2 separate regions of the Rattus norvegicus genome follow, and region 1 is linked to region 2. Evidence: chromatin contacts called from public Hi-C data. All regions are on one chromosome and are shown on one strand. The core of a region is the stretch at or near the end of the contact, and the rest is flanking DNA. Distances in the headings are between cores, read along the strand shown. Region 1 has its middle 85 kb from the start of Slc12a2. Region 2 holds the start of LOC100910150.

Evidence for each region. A called contact is a pair of places that touch in the nucleus more often than the background predicts.
Region 1: a Hi-C map of psoas muscle shows a contact between it and region 2, with 4 times the contacts expected there. The contact joins the enhancer-like site here to the promoter of LOC100910150 in region 2. A contact is called at or near these places in 11 of 12 Hi-C or Micro-C datasets (the A7r5 cell line, the Rat2 cell line, Schwann cells and 6 more).

What each region holds. Positions count from the first base shown.
Region 1 is chr18:53,629,527-53,632,226 of GRCr8, reverse strand. No RefSeq gene overlaps it. Among named protein-coding and RNA genes, the nearest start is that of Slc12a2, 85 kb to the right of the region's middle. Within about 2 kb of position 1,351, at least 2 of the 93 cell types and tissues checked have an H3K27ac peak or open chromatin away from gene starts, as enhancers often do.
Region 2 is chr18:53,044,540-53,047,239 of GRCr8, reverse strand. LOC100910150 reads right to left here and starts at 1,386. Exons shown (of 4, transcript NM_001416450.1): 1 at 1,313-1,386. The coding sequence starts at 1,385. It also overlaps a transcript of Prrc1 not described here.

The DNA of each region.
Region 1 (2,700 bases), core at 102-2,601, 590 kb before region 2:
TGTGCTTCTCAAAGCTAAGAGTTCTGACCTTTTCCTCCAAGTGTTTTTCAACCAAAACCTTGCCATGCTGTGCCTGGACGTTGACATCGCTTATAACAGGAGGTGGTGACTTCCTCAGAGATAGGACAGTGCCCTCTCTGCTCCCTTCCCTGCTCTGACCATTGACATGGCATTTGTGATGTGGCAGTTCTGTAAATATTTGCAATATTAATTGAACTGGTTATTTATATAGGTCATAGACATAATTAATTACCCTATAAGCAGAAAGCGAAGCTACAAATGGAGCACGATGAACTCTGACAGCCAGCCAGTGCCCAGCCGATGCGCCACCTTTTGAGCTCCTTGTCCGAAAGCTAACAACTACTGGGAAATGATGGCCATGAGATGCTTCCGACCCTGGCAGTTCACAGCTCTTGTTCAGACTCATGTGTACACAGTAGGAGAACATGCTCTATTTATCTTATGTGCATTAGCATTTTGGCTGCATGTGTATCTGTGTGAAGGTGTCAGAACTCCTGGAGCTGAAGCAACAGACAGTTGTGAGCTGCCATGTGGGTGCTGGGATTTGAACCCAGGTCCTCTGGAAGAGCAGCCAGTGTTCTTTACTCCTGAGCCATCTCTCCAGCCCCCGATTTTTTAAATAAGTTAATTTTGTTCATTACTCAACAAAACAAAACAAAACAAAAAACAAACAAAAACACGTTTATAGAGTGCCTACTGTGTGCTGTCGTGAGTGTTAGGGATACGAAACCAGTGAGTATTCATTAGATCGTGGTTTATCAGATAACCCCTTCTTGGAATAGCAGTGTCCTATTTAAGGCTAATGTAAGAGGCACATGCTGTCTTAGATACCTTAAACCAAATAATTTGAAAGCAGGCCAATAAAGGCATTTATCACATTTGGATCCTTAATTAACCAGATCAGAATAAAAAAAAAATGGACCTTCACTCGAAACAAGGGAGATCCAGAGCTTGAACTCAGAGAGTCCATGCAGGTACCTAGCTTCCATTCTGGCAAAACAAACAAAAACAACAAAGAAAACAAACAAACAAAAAACTCATTTGTCTGGAAGCCCCACCCTGCTTTAGTGTTGAAAGAGTTCAAAATGGGAGGGAGAGGACAGCAGCAGATTCATTAAAAGCCATTTATACTCACATGAGAAAAATATTGAAAGTGGTCAGCCTAGAAGGCCCCTGCAGAACTGGAGAGCTAAAATGATTTATGCTTGGTTTCTTAGACCTGTGCTTGTGCTCGCCGAGAAACTGGCAGAGGGACACTGTGGGGGGGCCCTGGTGTGACTCAGGGTTGGCAGCCACAGCTCTGGAGTCTCTGGTTTACTTCAGTGTGCAACAGGTTGGAAGGTTCTAGGGAGAGAGGGGCCAGATTAATGTTCCAAATGGCATGGGCTTGATACCTGATATGAAGGCGTGGCTCAAAGGACGGATAAAGAAAGAAGGAGAAAAAATAGCAGGATCCGGTGAGGCGCCACGCCTGGCTGTAAACTAGAAGCCAGAGTCCACAGAGGACCCAGTGTGGTCAAGAGACATGGGAATGGGCTAAGAGGAGAAGCTAACAGCAATCATCACTGACTACGTTGGCCGAATTGGCCTATTTCAACCTATTGAAACCCCCTAAGAGCCCTCTGAAGGGGAGATGGCGTCCTCATGCTAGGATTGAAGAGCAAAGTGTACAAAGGCCAAGGAGCGTGCCCTGGTCATTAGGGACCAGTGAGGACAGCATGAGACTAATAGGGTGACTTCCTGCAAGGCTAGCCCAGACTCTACCTTCTCTCTCAGTGGGTTCTGGAGTATTCTAATGCCCCACCTCTTACTGCCTTCCGAGGAAGAATGGATGGCCTTGGGAAAGCAACATTGCATTCTTTTATTTTATTTTATTTTTTCAGAGCTGGGGACCGAACCCAGGGCCTTGCGCTTGCTAGGCAAGCGCTCTACCATTGAGCTAAAGCCCCAACATCGCAACATTGCATTCTTACACAGATCTAGGTCGGTCCGTTTTATCCCCTCAGTCTTAAAAGCTTAGGAGCAAACTCTGATAATTAGCTGGTCAGGGTCAAATACATCCAACAGAACATGGGCACTCTCAGCGTGATCTGAGCCTGATTCGCTCACAGCCTGCTGCCAAGTGGCTAACTTGTGTCATCCTTTTAGAAGTAGACTTGCTTTGATGTTTTGAAATAGCTAAGCCTATTCAAGATGGAAGGTTTACCCTTGCATGATATGCAAGATGGTGGGGATTCTGGGAAAGCAATGGTTGTCTCCAGAGTCCCATTGTCATATGTAGTTGTGGACTTTCTCCGGGATCGAGTTGAACCAACATATCCCATGTAGCTTGCGTAATTTCAAAAAAGTGAGGAACCACAGTAGAAAGATGGTGATGATCTCATCTGTCATCCCTGAGAAAAGCAGGGATCGGTACAAAAGTTATCTCCTTCAGAAAACAGAAACGGATCTAACCAATAGAGGGTAAAATAAAGAATGCGCACCAGGAATTCGTGACCATGAAACCACAGTGTCTAAGGCTGCGTGCTCTACCCGATTGCTTCGTGTTTTAACTTTTGGAAACTTTCCGTTTTGACACTGAAGATAAGCAGTGAAACCATCTCTCCTGCTCTCCTCACACCCTGAACAACCCAACCAGACATCGACTTCCACCACCCAACAATCATCAGAAGATGTTTT
Region 2 (2,700 bases), core at 137-2,636:
AAGACTGAGGAGAAACTTAATAATGAGAGAATCAGAAAACTCCCAGCTTCTAAAACTTTGCCAGCTTCAGAAGTCTGTGGTGGTACGGAGTGCTGGGCTCTGGCTTCAGGTAGAGGGCTTGCCTAGAGTAAACAAGACTCTCAGCTCCACGTCCAGCACTATCATGAAGAAAGCCAGAGCAGAGGCAAGACAAGAAAAAGTGAGCAGGACCTTGGAACTGAACAGTCAAGCAAGCCTGTGAGATGGATGTTAAATTATTTTTCCTCTGACAAAAATAAATTAAAACAAAAACCCAATAATCTGGAGTTCAAAACGAGAAACAAAAATGTCACAAAAAACACTACAACCAACCATGGCAATGGTGACAAACAGTCACATGATTTTTCCTGAAAGGCTTGAAAAAGGCAAAGCCACCCACAAAGTCTAAAACCGTCAGTGTGGACGCTACACAAAGACACGTAGAAAGAGAAAAGTACACAGGACAGAAGGGAGGAAACGAGGCTGTTGGGCTGGCTGGCCAGGCCTAGGCGCCACCACCGACTCCTGGGTGAGCCACAGGAGAGACAATCAGCACTTGCTCTTCTGATTTAGCAGAACCCGAGGATGACAGAAGAAAAGCCTGTGCAGTCAGCCCTGCCCTGACAACTTCCAACCCTCGGCTAGAGGAAACTGTCTCAGAGAGACCATGAGAGATCAGACTAGTTCCCAAAGGCTTCCATCCACCCTTCACCCTTCCTTCTCCCCTTCTCACAGAAGGCAGACTAGGCAACTGGTAATATTTGATTTCAAACAAGCCATCGCATAAGTCGGCCGCTGTTACTTGAGGACTGAAGGCAAACCATCACCCAGTGCGATGCCTCCTGTTCGCCCACTAGGATGGCCTCTAAAACAGTGGCTAAGCTAGTGCAGACTCAGTTACACAAGGAAGGGAAGAACAGGGTGCCTTCAGGATCTGCCTTCAGAGTACATAAACATCGTCATCCAGGCAACGCCCCATCGAATACTGTTACACAAGGACAGCCTTTCATCCCCCCATCATGTGAGTGTGCGCTTGTGTGTACCAGAGACTGACCGCAGGACCTGACATTAGCTGGTGTTCTGTCACAGAGCTACATCTCCAGACCCAAAGGACAACTTTTAAAGCCAGAGCCCAGCAAACAAGAAAGGCCCCTGCTTCTTAGGCATGAAGAAGCCAGCGGAAGTACTGAGGCTACGTTCCCCTGGGCTAGGTGCACCACAGGAGCCACGCACAGCAGTGTGTCTTGCCTATCTAAGCAAGCAACACACACAGTGTTTAGATATCAACACATACCCACCTCAAAAGTAAACTTCTCCTTCTGTAAAAGTAGCAGAGATGGCATCATTACTGAGAAGCCGTGCGCCATGGCAGGCACACTGCACATCCAGTGAGAGAAGTGAGTGCTGAGACTTCTAACCCTAACACCTACAGAACTTCGTCAACACGGAAAGAAAGTTAAATTACATTTACATATAAAACTGTCATCAGAAAGATATCTGAATTGCATATATAGAGCTCAAGTAAGAAAAAAATATACTTAACTTTGACTTAATCCCCAAATGGTATAATACAGGGTGTCTAGGAGGAAAAGGCATTCACCAACTGCAATGGATTAAATAAACAACATTGAATATAAAATCTTCCCATTGAAAACATCTCTAAGAAATAAAGGCAAAGGGGCACAGTTAGGAACATCAGACTGCATAAGGCAGACTAAGAAATAACCTCGAATCTACACATCCCAGCCAGATAACATCCCAGCACGGATGGGCACACATCCCCTGAGCCCCCAAAGCACACAGTTGGGGAGTTACTGGCAGTTTGTGGCTTCTGAGGAAGGGACAGTCAAGGTTCTCTGAGGGTGGCGCCTCACATTTATCTGGACAATACAAATCGGACTTGGTGGGGTGGGGAAAATAAAGTAAGACAGGAACGGGAGCACACGGTGGGAAAGAAAGAGTTAAAGGAGGGGTGGGAGGCAAACTTATCAGAAAACATTGATGAGATTCTCAAATAATCAAAAAGAAGTAACTTTAATTGAAGAAAATGCATACCATCCCCAAAGAGGGGGTCCCTCTTCCAGCTTGGAGGGCAAATGGATGCAGAACAGCTGTTGTGAGCGCTGACCTGTGGAAGTGCTAAGGCCATTATGTAAGTAACATGGGGGAGAGAGTGCTGGAGAGCCGGTCAGTGGGTGAGAACACAGACAGCTCTTCTAAAGCAGTCAAGCTCCTCCCAGCACCCGCAGGGCAGCTCACAGCCCTCTGTGACCCCAGTCCAGAGCTCTCCTTGGGCAAGAGCTCCTGGTCTCCTTGGGCACTGCACATGCGTGGTACACAGCCGCACAGGCAAGCAAACACCAACATACAAAATAAAATAAAAAATTTAAAACACGAATACATTGCTAAGGTATACTTGATCTGCCCTTTAGTTTTTAGATAGTAATGAAAAAATAAAACATTATTTTCTGATGCTCATAATACAAATCTGTAAAATAGCAAACTTTAAAACAAAAGAGAAACAAGTATAACTTCCAAACTATACAGGTATATGATGACAAAAAATACCCATTCTGTTAATTTGGCCCAAATTCTGTAAAACACGTCAAGCTGCACCCCCACCTCAGGAAGCATGTGAGGTCCGCTGCTGAGCATGGCTGAGGCATGTGCAGACACAGATGA